Regions from separate parts of the Mus musculus genome. Here region 2 is linked to region 1. Evidence: chromatin contacts called from public promoter capture Hi-C data. All regions are on one chromosome and are shown on one strand. Each heading gives the region's core, a stretch centred on a gene start, on an enhancer-like site or on the middle of the called end of the contact. The rest is flanking DNA. Distances are from core to core; before and after follow the strand shown. Region 1 overlaps Arfgap3 (ADP-ribosylation factor GTPase activating protein 3). Region 2 overlaps Tspo (translocator protein).

Region 1 (6,869 bases), core at 1,631-4,130:
TTTCAACTAACATATGGCCGAGTAGTGACCATCAAGAACAAGGCACAGGGCATTCTGTCGCCCCCAAGTTCCTTGCTCTGTCTTCAGCCACAGGCCACTGCCCATTTGGTTTTTGATTGTCCTGTGCAGGAAGACGCTGTGTGGACTATTCATCCCATTACTGCCTTTGCCCATCTGGCTCTGAACTCTGTCACCTGACTGCAGAGACTCAGGTTGGGGTGGCCCCCACAGCTCACCTGCTGAAGAGCTTCCCCTACAGTTGATGGCAGGAAGCCATCATTTATTGTCCACACAAGGGACTTTACACATGGAACCTGAGGTTGCCCCATAACTGGGATGTCCTGTGAGCCCATGCAGTTTATACACTGTGTGATAGACTTGTCCTTGTGCACTCACACAGTGTAGTAAGTGTTTTCTAACATAGCTGAGATGCAGGACTCCATACTAGTGGAGGTGTGAACTGAGTTTGCTTCACCACAGCTTGCTGTGTTTTCTGTAGGCCCAGTGCTCGCCGGAAGCCAGAATATGAGCCCATTGGCAGCACAGATGAAGCCCAGAAGAAGTTTGGCAACGTCAAGGCCATCTCTTCAGACATGTACTTTGGAATTCAAGCCCAGACAGATGTAAGGGCACAGAGAGCTCCTACAGTGACCATGAGAACCAGGAAGGAAGCTTCGCTGTGGGGACCATGTGAGAACAGGCTGCTGAGAGAGAAGGGACCTGGCCGGAGACTCCTAGGCCTGCCTGAGGCACCCGAGAGACTGAGTCAGGGACCCCGGCTCATTGCTGTCCTACCTCTCTAGAGAGAACAGCATCAGCCAGTGGCTTTTGAGTTAACTTAGGAGGTTTTTATGTGGCAGCAGTTGCTTTTCATCAGCTTAGCCACAGTGAAATGCAGCCTGGATGTGTTGTGGGCAGATGCTGCGTTGCCCAGCTGTCCTGTCTCAGGAGTCTGGCTAAGCTGAAGCTAAGCCCTCTTCCTTTTCCTCCAGTGCTCAAATGCAGGGAGTGGTAGCTGGGGTGGGGATCTGAACTCTGACTGCTCATTTGTTCCCTGGGGTGCTGGTTTGTCTCAGAGCAGAGGCCTCATGGCCAAAGGGATCCCTCCAACACTTATCTTAAAACTGATGGGCTGAAGGGCAGCTCTTGGAAGAGTACTTGCCTAACATACCGAAAGCAAGTGTGGGGTTCCAATACCACCCCACACCCACCCACACACACATACACACATATATACACACACATACACACATATATACACACATACACACATGCACACACACGCACATACACACATATACATGCATACACACACACATGCACATACACACATATACATGCATACACATGCACACATATACACATACATACACACACATATACATGCATACACACATACACATATACACATATATACATACACATATACACCCACACACATACACCCTTGAAGCCATTCAAATTGATGTGCTAAGTGGTGTGGGCATTTCTAAGGAATAGCTGAGAGCAGAGTGTCAACTCTGGCTGCCCCTCATACTGATCATAATGACAGTGATGTGGGATGTTGCCCCACCCACCTGTGACCTCCATCATCTCCAGGCCCTGGCTTGGGGTGACTGGGAGGTGGAGAACCAAGGGAACAAGCCCACCCCCATCTCTCTTCAGCAGTTCTTGGAGTCTGACTCTGCCTCTATTTCTGCCTAGTTTGAAACCCGGGCGCGGCTGGAGAGGCTCTCCACCAGCTCCTCCATAAGCTCTGCAGACCTTTTTGATGAGCAGAGGAAGCAGACTGCAGGTGAGGCTCACCAGGGCTCCAGGGCATCCCCAGCCCCAGCGCGTGCATCCCCATAGGACCTTCCCTTCCCAAGATTCCACACCCTAGTACCCTAAGCCTTGTCCCTATGTGAGCAATGAGAGCTGAGGTGTCCCCTGAGACGGAAGTCATGACATTTATGCCACAGTGCCCCTGTCATTTGGCAACTTAGTATCAAGATCATTGTTCATAGAGGTGGCAGGGGTTCCTGTGACCTGTGAGATGCCAGCCACTGGCTAGTTGGCCTCTGTCTCTTTCCTGTGGAATGGTTGACCTGAGATACTGTGTACGGTATCAGTCCTGGAGTGAGCCCCAGGAGCCACCTCACAGGCCCTGAGCCCTCAGGATGCACAGGTGGGAAGGAGCGAGTAACTCCGAAAAAGACTCGGTACAGCTTGGGAATTGACAGGTGGAGAGGAAGGGCCTGGCTGCACTGCCTGCTACATCTCTGCATGGGGCGTCTGGTCATCCCCGGGCTGGAGTCCACCCAGGAGCTCAGAGTAGGCCCTTCACTGCCTGGACAGAGCTGTGCCTTCTGCATTGACCTCTGTACCCCCTATCCCGGAAGGCCTACATGAACACCGCGCACAGCCCACCAGGCCACAGGGCGAGCATGAAATGGCAGCAGCCTCTGAGGTCGTTTCAGGAAAAGAACTAAGAGGAAGAGATCTCAGGCGCCAGCGTTGCAGGCTGAGTGCTCTCTGTACGCTGGATTGCACACTTCACAACCTGACTGGCTTTGGTGTGCAGAAGGCCTGAGCATTTGTGTAGGGTAACCATCCTGGTGGCCACACCGTCTCTCAGACATGTGGATCAGACATGTGTATTGGATGCCGCTTCCACAGAGGAGGAGTAGGGTAGTCTCGACTCTCTGGAACTTTCTGTGTGGAGGTTTGGGCCTTAGATACAGCAGCACTAACCAGCTTCCTGGGCCTAAGCCAGGAGAACCATTCTAGGCTGGTGTGTGCTGGCAAAGTGGCTGGCAGGTAGGCAACAGTGTTCAGAGAGACAGGAGGGCCAGCTGGCTGCGCTGGTGCCTGACAGGGCAGAGGCTGCTGTTCTTGGTCAGTCACTGCCCGGTGAAGCTTTAGCTAGGGCCACCCTGACTCCTGGCTTCAGTCTGACCCTCACATCATAGCCTTCTGTCGGGCCAGCTTCCTGCTGGGATGTGACCCTGGCACAAAGGCGCTCCGCCTCCTCAAGGTCTCCCAGCAGAGCGCCTGCCCTGGCAGTGCCGGAGCCAGTCAGACAGCTCAGTCCCAAGGCCAAGGCTGTTGAAGTCTCTGAATGCTTTTCTAATGAATTTCCTGGAACATTTACTCCAAAACATTATTGTTATAAAAACAAAGCGAAACAAAACAAAAAGAAGAAGAAAAAAAAAAAAAACGAGAGAGCTCTTTGAAGGGAACACACCCTTCTGCCCTGCATGTTGTTACAGAGCTCAGGCCAGCTCAGACTTCCTCCTGCCCCAACCACAGAACAAAGGTCCACTGAACTCTGACCCTGGGCCCATAGCAACTCAGTATTGTGAGGTACTCCCTAGGGCGCCAGGCCACCCCTGACTCTGGCGACTATGGCTAGCTGTCTGCCTTGAGCAGAACTTGCCCCTCTACTGAGCCCAGGTAGGTGGGACTGTTGTGGCTGCCTGCCTGAACCCCCCTTACCCCGCCTCCGAGCTGCTGGATGGCCTTACAGAGGACTACTCATTCTATAGACCAGGCCGGCCTCGAACTCGGAGATCTGCCTGCTAAGGATGCCTCATTTGGCATGCATGCACAGCTGCAAAGAGCCTATGCTAGTGTTGGAAGCAGGTCTGTGTGGCCTCATTCCCATCACTCTCGGGTCAGATCAAGCAGGCTGGGGTTCATGGCCCATGTGTGCTTCCTGGGAAGTAGATGCTCTATGAGGCGTGCTAGACATCGTGCATGGTACTCAGGGCTGGTGTCTGCCAGAGAAGGTTGAAAGACTGAGTGGGGAGCTCGGAGATCATCAGAGCCACCAGCGCAGCAGGGCCAGAGAGTGTGTGGGCTGTGGACTGGGCCCTGTGTGGGAAGGATAGAGTGCTCAGGGCCCCAGATGCGAGAGTAGGGGAAAGAGTGACAGCCATGTTAGGGAAAGGCTATTTCCCACTTCCCCGCTTATCCCTTGGTGCTTTTAGCATGTAAGAGTGTGTTGTATGTATGTGTATATGTGTGTGTGCGCGTACCTGTGCACGTGGAGGACAGAGACTGGTGGGAATCTTCCCCCTTCACTCTCCACTCTCCATTCTTTAAGGCAGGTCTCTTAATTGAACCCAGAGCTCACAGATCGGACTAGTCTAACTGGCAGGTTGCTCTGGGAGATCTGCAGTCTCCTCCCTTCAATCTGGAATTACAGGTGGGCTGCCACGCCCATCATGGGCTATGATCCGAACCCCTCCTCACACTTGATGAGTTCTTTATCCAGAGAGCCATCTCCCCAACTGCCCTCCCCCTGCCCAGTGTCTCTTTCAAGGACAGATTGTTCCAGTGTACCGTAAGCTATGGCCCCACATCCTGAACCACCCTCTTGCTGAGCTGCCTCCGTGCAAAGTTGGCTCAGGGGCCAGGCGTGCAGCCTGTGTGAGCATGTGGGCATGCGGGCCTGCAGCTCCAGGCTCAGCGTGTTCTTAGACCTTTGCCTGCAAGCTCCTTACCCACGCTCTCAGGTGGCAGCACCCTGAGGGCCAGATTCTAGCTCACTCACTGACCTATGATTTTAGCACATCAGAGGCTGCGGTGCCTGTCTCAGACAAGTACCTGCCAGTGTTTTGAACCCTGTGACATTCGCCATTTGTAAAGCCATAGGCTTTTCTCTTGATTGGCCTCACTTCTGAGAATTTGGCTCATAATGTTAAAGAAGATCCATGTCTCCCCTGGAAGGGGAGGGGCAGCCCTGAGTGCTGGATTGTTGCCCAGGCTCCTTGTCTGCAAGCCCCTCCCATGGTTCCAGGCCTTTCTGATTGTTTGCTCTCTGTCATTTCCTCATCTTGGCTGCCCCCATGCCCCCCTCTTCTCTGGAAGTTCAACCCATGTGCTAGAGCCCTGTCCTTGGTCCGATGTCCTGTCCTTGTGCCCAGTCATCAGCTTTCAGCCTGGCTCCTTTGACCTCCCTAGTTCTCCCCTCTGGCTGCCCTGAGCCTGTGTGCACACCTCAGGCCTTTACGTGCTTGTGCCTCACTCAACGTCAGGAGTAAGGCACCTGGTGACCTGACTACAACAGTTCTTTCATGGGGAGCACCCATCTTCTCTTTCTGTGCCCTTGGCACTTGACAGAGCCCTTGCATGTGTCTGTTGAATGAATGAGTGAATGTACAGAGAATGAATGGAGCCTGCCTGCTGCCCTTCCCAATACCTCCAGTAACCCATGGCCAGTGTTGGACATGGTGATATGCCTGATTCCAGTTTGAGCCTTTAGAGTCACTGGACAGAGTCCCTTGTTCCCCTTGCTGTGGTGGCTGAAGGAACTGTGTGTTGTGACCAATACTTGCCACTGCCCTACTGCAAGGTCCCTCTCTCTGGACACAACTGATGCCTGGAAGGAGGCAAGAGAGTAGGGTGGGTTCACTGGGCTGCACATGTCCTTAGAAGAGGGGCAAGCTGACATCTTTCTGTGTGCAGGAAACTACAACCTTTCCAATGTGCTGCCCAATGCCCCAGACATGGCGCAGTTCAAGCAAGGTGTGCGCTCCGTTGCTGGAAAACTTTCCGTCTTCGCCAATGGGGTCATGACGTCCATTCAGGTGAGTGAGGCAATGCTGGAGCTCCTGGGGTCCTGGAGCTGCCGCTGGGAGCTCGGGAGCTGTGCTGCAGAGCGGACCAGGCATCATGAAAGCCTGGCACGGTGAAGTACACTGTAATATTGTCTATAATCACAGCCACTGGGGGCTGAGGCAGGAAGATCATGAGTTCAAGGCTTGTCTGGGCTGAGACCCTGCCTCAGGACAGTGCTTTCTTGTTTGTTTGTTTGTTTGTTTGTTTGTTTGTTTGTTTTGAGACAGGGTTTCTCTGTGTAGCCCTGGCTGTCCTGGAACTCACTCTGTAGACCAGGCTGGCCTCAAACTCAGAAATACACCTGCCTCTGCCTCCCAAGTGCTGGGATTAAAGGCGTGCACCACCAACACCTGACAGTGTTTTTCTAAGTTCCTACTGGAGTTCGTATATTTCTGGAGAATTCTGTTTTAAAAAATTTAGATTCATTTATTTTGTTTTATTGATATGAGTGTTTTTGCCTGCATGTGTGTACATATGTATGCATGCCTGGCCTCACAGAAGGGATTAAGTCCCCAGAACTGTAGTTATAGGTGGTGGTGAGCTGCCATGTGGGTGCTGGGAATTGAAGCCAGGTCTCCTGCAAGAGCAATAAGTGCTCAAAACTACAAAGCCATCTCTCGGCTCCACAGAAGATGCGGACACCACCCACTACCTCCCTGTTCTGGGAGAACCCTTGTAGCATTCTGCTGTCTTGTTTTACCCCCCAACCCCCAGTCAGGGTCTCTCTGTGTAATCTTGGCTGACCTGTAGCTTACTATGTAGAGATTCCATGGCTCTGCCTCCTGAGTGCTGTGATTAAAGGCATGCAGCACCGTGCCCAGCATTTTCTTTGAAGCAGGGTCTCACTATGCATCCTAGCTGGTTTGGAACTGGCTTTGTGACAGGTTAACCCATCACTCACAGAGCTCTTTGCCCTCCTGGGTACTGGGATTCCAGGTGTGTGCACCGCCATTCCTGGCTGCATAGATTTTTTTTTAAATGAATAGGGAGTTCTATTCTGTGACTGCCTGTTCTTTTTGTCAGTGACATGTTCTAGGCGACTCTGGAATTCTCCAGAAGCCATTTTCTGTGGAGTGGAAATGTGCCCATGGAAGCTGCTTGTTCCCCCCAGTGGAACTGCACTGCACTCTGATCTCCAAGCTTTATTTATTAGTGTGTACTCCTCGTACATGGTCCTGGTCACCGAAGGACATTTCATGATGTATAGAACTGACTTGATGCATAGCTCTTCCACACCTCTGCCCTTCACCCCCACCCCTTACTGC
Region 2 (6,869 bases), core at 2,574-5,073, 270 kb before region 1:
TCCAGGGATCTTGTCCTGGGTTGCCTGTGAGGGCCCCTACAGAGTGGGTCTGGACTCTGCTGCCAGTGGGCTGTGCTGAGCTAGGCATGGTGGCCGTGCCTGAAAACCTCCTGAGCCCTGAACCTTAAGTTCCCAGCTTAAGCCTTGCAGCAGCCCAGCAGTCAGTAGGCTGAGCAGGGAGCGCTACTCTTTTCATAGAAGGGAAAACTGAGGCTCAGAATGGTGAGTCTGCCTGCCTAGAGCCTAACCTTGGTCTCCTAGCCTCCTGAGTACCCTGAGGACCAGAGCTGGACCGAATCCTGTGCTATGGGATTAATGTCCTGCTTTATTCTAGAGGCAGTTGTTGCCACGGTAACTGGCTCTCATCTATTGCAGGTGCACTATAATGAGTTCATCCCTCAGTTTGAGAAGCAGTACCCAGAGTTTCCCTGGAGTGATGTTCAGGTGAGTCTTGGGCTCTGCCAGGTTGGAGCTATGAAAGCCACGCCCTTCCTTTATAGGCAGGGCGGGGTCATCTTCCTGCTGAGACAGGCAGAGATGTCTGGGCTCAGGCCATCCTCTCCCATGCACTCTGGACCTGTGTGTGGCAGGTCTGGGGGCTCTTTAGAATATTCTAAAGAGGAAGGGAAGAGCCGGGCGGTGGTAGCGCACGCCTTTAATCCCAGCACTTGGGAGGCAGAGGCAGGCAGATCTCTGAGTTCAAGGCCAGCCTGGTCTACAAAGTGAGTTTCAGGACAGCCAGTGCTACACAGAGAAACCCTGCCTCGGGAAAAAAAAAAAAAAAGGAGGAAGGGAAGAAATTTGTAGCATCATGAGGTAGCCTAAGAGCAGTAGGCTCCAACAACTCCAGGAATCCAATCTCATTGGTACCAGGGCAGGGAGGGTGCTGTTCTTAGGACAGAAAATTGGCAGATTTGCTGGAGGTTAGAGCCCTGCACTGGAGCATGGCTTAGTGATGGGTGTTTACCTAGAATGCTTGAAGCACTGGGCTCCTTCCTTAATACAAAGCAGAAATGGACTCCAGGAGGGTGAGGACAGGCTGACATGGCCGTTTGGCCAAGCCTAGAGACAAAGGATGTAGGAGGGATGATCTGGTCCATCTTCAGGACAGGGTTCAGGCAAGGATAGTGGGCCTTGTTAGTCCCAAAGTCAGGGTTGAGAACACCGTGTGACAGAGCATTGCTTGTCCCTAGGCTGAGATCTTCAAGGCCTTCACGGAGCTGTTCCAAGTGGCATGTGCCAAGCCACCGCCCATGGGCCTCTGTGACTACCCCTCATCCCGGGCCATGTATGCCATTGATCTCATGCTCAACTGGGACAACCACCCAGATGGTAAGGGGGCTCTCCACACCAGAACCACCCACCCCGGCCACCGGGGCCCACACCAGCAGCACCTGGGACAGCCCTGGCTGCGGTAGGGTTTTGATGTGGCTTGGTTTGCTTTGGTTTGGTTTGGTTGTTTTATGTATTTGAGAGTTCAGTATGTGTGTGCGTAGAGGACCCAGGACCCCCTAGAACTGGAGTCAGGAATGGTTGTAAGCCGCCTTGTGGATTCTAGGAACTCAATCCAGGCCCTCTGCAAAGACAGCAAGTGCCTTTACCTACTGAACTATCTCTCTAGCCCATGATTATCATTTCACTGGATAATTAGCCAGGTGGTCCAGGTTGGGTATCCTGGCCTGATCCCTGAAGGAAACACCTGCATCAGTTCAGGGGGAAAGGCAGCCAACTAGGGCCAAGAGAACTCACGGGACTGGAAAGCTGGAGCCACCCTGCCAGCCCTGCATGCCACTCCCTCTGACCAAACTAGCCATCGAAGCCTGAAGCAATGTGCCCTTATAGCCCCAGGGGTAGGGGTAGCTTCAGCCTTTCTTTGGGGAGCAGGTCTCAAGCTAGGGAATGTACATTCTAGGTCACACCCTGTGCGCACACACTGGGAATTAGGGCCTAAGTCTGTACCCATCACAGTCCCAGCCTGTCCTCCCAACCCTGCTACCACAGAGCCTTCCCAACTCTTGTTTCATTATCAGGAAAGCGGGTGATGCAGCCCCAAATCCTGGAGGTGAACTTCAACCCCGACTGCGAGCGAGCCTGCAGATACCACCCCTCATTCTTCAATGATGTCTTCAGCACTTTGTTTCTGGACGAGACTGACAACTGCCATGTCACCCGCATCATCTAGGTGCCCAGAGTTCTGCCTGTTCTCATAGCCAGTTCCAGCCGGTTCCAGCCGGTCCAGCCTCTGCTCACAGAACTGCCTTTGCAGTCCCAGGCTTCTCCCTCCCTCCCTCTCTCCCCTCCTTCCTTCCTCAGCCAGAGCCTTGGCCTAAGTTATACTCAACCCTCCTGAGCCGTGTTCCTGCTCCATATGTGGGATATCAGGTCCATGTGTGGCAGAGCTGGACAGTGAGTGGTGTCCCAAGGACTGGGCTCCGACCAGCTGTACCTGGTCTCTGTACCTCTTAACGCCCTCTCTTCTCTGAAGAGTCTGCAGCTCAGCTAAGGGCTTTTCTCCTGGCATCCAGAAAGTTCGCAGACCAAGAAATGTTCTGCAGAAACAGGGTTCGACGAGGGAAGTGTTTGGGAACCCGGTATCCACAAGGGCCAGGGAGTACTCTCAGAATCTCTGCCCTCCTGTCCCATGGCTGCTGCAAGCAGGGTACGGGAACCCTGTGTTGCACCCACAGGCCCCAGAACAGCCAAGGGGAAACATTTGCCAACCCGGCCTTATGCCTCGGCATCCTCCGCCAGAGCCTTCACCAGCAGACTTCTCAGCCATGCCTACCCTGGGTGTTTCCCTTCTGGGAAGCTGGGCTATGCAGAGTCCCATGGTCTCTGCATGTTGGTACCTCACCAAGTCCCACTGTGCTCTTGTGGTAGACAGGGTGCTAGGTTGCTCTAGGGCTGTGACATTTCATGGCAGAATCCAAGCAGGAGTGGCTGTGGAAATGCCAGAGCGGCTAAGATGGCTCTGGAGAGAACTTCATGTGGGAATCAGGCTGCCTCTTGCCAAAGTTCAGAGTCCTAGTGTTAAGGTTTTGGGTTTGGTTTTCCTTCAACCTGCAGGAAAGACAATGTTACGTGGAGTTCCTAATTTTGTTGCTGGAATTTGAAGTCAGCCACCATTGCTTCTGTAACTGCTGGGCGCTGGGATCCTGCCCCCAGGAAGTTAAGAGTGGGCAGGAGCTCCTTCCAGATGTCCTACTGTTCGGGTGGGACACTGTGGTGGCTGTTGTACTTGTGAAGGTAAAAGTGACCTTCTCTTAGCATGACTGGACATGGTTCTTCCTGCTCATCTCTGGGCTTGTAGGCCACCTGTTAGGGAGCCTGCCCCCGCCACCATCAGGGTCAGGGTAGAGACACTTGTGGTGGTCGCACCCCTGGAAAGCGGCTGGCATCTGCCCTTTTATACTGCAGTAAAATACGCCTCCTTTCCACCTGGTCTTTTCTCTTTGGGGCCCTAGAGGCCTGGGCTGGGCTGGCAGGGCGGCTGTGTCCCTCCAAGGTTGCAAGCAGACCCAACATGTCACCACGTGTGCTTTGAGAAATGAGAAGGAAAAGAAAGACCTCCGAGCTCCCTAAGGCAGTCTAGCTTCCTAGTTAGAGTCCCAGTTCCAAGCTGGAGAAGAGATCTGACCTGACCAGTCCACACTACCAACCCAAGGGGGCGTTGGGGGCCGCAGGGTCTGAGGCTTGGTCCCACCTGGTGGCCTTGAGAAATAGCATTCTCTATGTTACCTCCTTGTTCTGGAGTGGGGATGAGAGGCCATAATTCATGAGGTAGTCAAGAGGCTCTGGGGGCTGGCAGAGGACCAGCAAGACAGCTCACCGAGTAAAAATGCCTGCTGCCAAGCCTGAAGACTTCCCTGGGAGCTACAGGAGAGAGAACCAACTCCCACGGGTTGTCCTCTGACCTCCATGTGTATACCATGGGACATGTGACTGGACAGGCATGTACACACAAAAATATAATTTAAAAGTCTTCTAAAGAAGTCAGGTACTTCACATGCACCAGCTGGCCCAGCATCAGGCTTGGCCACCAGCCAGTTGTAGAGACAGTGGTTATACCTCTGACAAATCCTCCTGGTATTCATCCACACCCTGGTCGCTCTCTCCACTTAAGGGGTCATCAAAGGCCAGCACGTGCTCAAGGTGGGCATGTGCAGCAGGCTGGAGAGCCTAGGTAGCCACAGCGGTGTTGCTGAAGAAGGAAGTAGGCAGCTGAGCTCTGTAGGCCCTGGCCTGGCCGCCTGGGAGATGCCAGTGGCTGACCACAAACTCAAGTGTTTCTAGCACCCTCTAATCCTAAATCAACATGGCTTCCATGCTGACAGTTGGCTGGGGTAAAAGTTTAAGGCCTGTGCTGTGGGAATAAGCACAAGCCAGAGACCAGTCTAAACCAGTAGGCCAAGTGCCCTTCTCATTAAAGGCTGCAGAAAGCCATTGTCATCTGAGCTGGTGACAGCATAGAAGAGAAGGTGCCTCCAGTGGTGGGCAAGGGAAGCACATTTGTAGGTGGCGCGTGACCCCCATTTCAGATCACTAGGGAGTTGCTGGAGCGCTATGAAGAGCACTGCCAAGAAGCCCTTCCCAAGTCTTGGGTGCACTACCCATCAAAATGTCCAACATGGTTGCCTGTGATACCTGATGGGTCATTTGTGCCCTGTATACCCATGAGGCCTATGGAAGCAGGCTGAAGCAGGTGAAAGGGTGCTGGAATTTACCCTCTTCCTGCCAGTTGGGTCACCCTAGGTGGAGAACCTGGGTGGTACCAGCCCAGACAGGCCCAGCCTCAGCAGCAGAACCATCCTGCTTAGCTGCCACCCACCATCTGCCTGTCCAACAGGCCAGATGTTCCACTAAGTACAGAGTCTGTTACACATGAAGTTAGAGACTTTATTTAGCTTTAAAACACCATGCTCTAAGGGCATGCCTGGAGCAGTGCAGAAAGGCAGGTATAACTGTGTCTGCAGGAGACTCGGCACTGACCACCCTAACCTACCTGGTGGCTTCCTGGGCTAAGACCAGGTAGACCAGCAGGCCCAATGGTCATAAAAGCATGATGGCTGCCACCCATGGTGCCTGGCTGGCAGGGCTGCATTCCTGATGGCTGGGTGCCTTCACTCTGGGAGCCGGGAGCCCCCTCGCCGGCCAGAGTTATCACGCCATACATAGTAGTTGAGCACGGTGGCAAAAGCCAGCCAGGCCAGGTAAGGGTACAGCAAGCGGGCAGCCGGCGGGCTCACTCGGTGCCAAGCCAGGGTTGTGGCAGTCGCCACCCCACTGACAAGCAGAAGATCGGCCAAGGCCTGCAAAGACAGAAGATGGGAAGACTAAGGCCATGCATGCCAAGTCTAGAAGCCTCACTTAGCCCTGCTGAACCTTAGGGTCTGATGCCCGATGCCCACCTCTGTTCTCAGCTTCAGTTTCCTTGGCTGCAAATCCCTGCCTGACTGTACCAAGTGTGAAAGCCCCAAGAGGGCACAGCATATCCCGGAGGGGAACAGCATCTGAAAGGCCTCTGACCTGTAGATACAACATTGTAAAGTGCTGCTGACCTAGGAGGCCAGTGTAAGGGCCAGACTGCTGCTGGTATGATATACCCACAGTGGCTCAGCCAAAGCGTTTTTTTAAAAAAAAAAAAAAAAAAACAGGTCTCACTGTGTAGCCTTAGCTGATTTTGAACTAGCTTTATAGACCAGGCTGTCAGACTTATAGCAATCCTTCTGCCTCTGCTGGTACTACAGGCCAGATCTAAACAAGAACTGCTTTGTTTTGTTTTGTTTTGTTTTTTTAAATCCTTTTCCAATCAAGTCACAAGGGTTTTTTGTTGTTGTTGTCTCTCCAGCCCGAACTGGTTTGTTTTTTTTTTTTTTTTTTTGGTTTTTTTTTTTTGTTGTTGTTGTTGTTTTTTTTTTTTAGATTTTATTATGTATTTATTTTTATGGTTATGAGCCTTCATGTGGTTGCTGGGAATTGTTTTTAGGGCCTCTGCTCCCTCCAGTCAACTCTGCTCGCTCAGTCCCTGCTGGCTCTGGCCCAAAGATTTATTTATTATTAAACATAAGTACACTGTAGCTGTCTCCAGACAACACCAGTAGAGGGCATCAAATCTTATTTATTTATTTATTTATTTATTTATTTATTTATTTATTTATTTATTTATTATATGTAAGTACACTGTAGCTGTCTTCAGACACACCAGAAGAGGGTGTCAGATCTCATTACGGGTGGTTGCGAGCCACCATGTGGTTTCTCGGATTTGAACTCAGGACTTTTGGGAGAGCAGTCAGTGCTCTTACCGGCTGAGCCATCTCACCAGCCCAACAAGAACATTTTTAAGGAGAGGTTTTGTCCTTGTGTCAGAACACAGGGCACCAGATGTATTGCCAGTGTCTCATGCCATTGCTTGTATACCCAAGATCGCAGCCCCACCCACTTCAAACTGGCCCTCCAGACTTTCTTCATGGAGGGAAGATGAGCTAAAATAACATTAGTACACAGGTCACTGTCACCTAGGCCGACCTGGCTCTCTCCTGGGCTCAACTGATTGTCCCACTTCAGCCTCTGGAGAGCTGGGACTACAGGAACTCCACTGCACCAGACTCATGGAACTTCTAAAGGGGCTGCAGGCCACAGGCCTTACCCCTGTAGATACTGACCCTATCTGGGATGTGATGCCACCTGCTCCCCCAGAGCCATCTTCAATGACCTAAGAGTCAAGTTACAGCCATACTTACCCAGCCCATCTGCCGGGCACCAAAGAAGATGGGGGGCCACGCCCAGTTCAGAGCCAGCTGACCAGTGTAGAGACCCAAGGGAACCATAGCGTCCTCTGTGAAACCTCCCAGCTCTTTCCAGACTATGTA

Evidence for each region. Capture Hi-C pulls out chosen DNA fragments and counts their contacts.
Region 2: a promoter capture Hi-C map of adipose tissue shows a contact between it and region 1. The contact joins two enhancer-like sites. A contact is called at or near these places in 3 of 39 promoter capture datasets (the 3T3-L1 cell line, the HPC-7 cell line and neutrophils), 1 of 15 datasets of contacts at CTCF or cohesin (the NIH/3T3 cell line), 1 of 115 datasets of contacts at active chromatin or transcription factors (embryonic stem cells) and 3 of 9 other capture datasets (adipose tissue, liver and pancreatic islet).

The regions. Positions count from the first base shown.
Region 1 is chr15:83,301,807-83,308,675 of GRCm38.p6, reverse strand. It overlaps Arfgap3 (ADP-ribosylation factor GTPase activating protein 3), which reads left to right. Exons shown (of 16, transcript NM_001357756.1): 13 at 500-623; 14 at 1,705-1,795; 15 at 5,452-5,573. Among named protein-coding and RNA genes, the nearest start is that of Gm32788, 8.5 kb to the right of the region's middle. Within about 2 kb of position 2,880, at least 94 of the 459 cell types and tissues checked have an H3K27ac peak or open chromatin away from gene starts, as enhancers often do. A contact at or near this core is called in adipose tissue, where this site is marked.
Region 2 is chr15:83,572,210-83,579,078 of GRCm38.p6, reverse strand. It overlaps Tspo (translocator protein), which reads right to left. Exons shown (of 4, transcript NM_009775.4): 3 at 6,741-6,869; 4 at 4,876-5,309. The coding sequence ends at 5,121. It overlaps Ttll12 (tubulin tyrosine ligase-like family, member 12), which reads left to right. Exons shown (of 14, transcript NM_183017.2): 12 at 376-444; 13 at 1,194-1,332; 14 at 2,031-3,985. The coding sequence ends at 2,182. Among named protein-coding and RNA genes, the nearest start is that of Tspo, 12 kb to the right of the region's middle. Within about 2 kb of position 3,823, at least 66 of the 459 cell types and tissues checked have an H3K27ac peak or open chromatin away from gene starts, as enhancers often do. A contact at or near this core is called in adipose tissue, where this site is marked.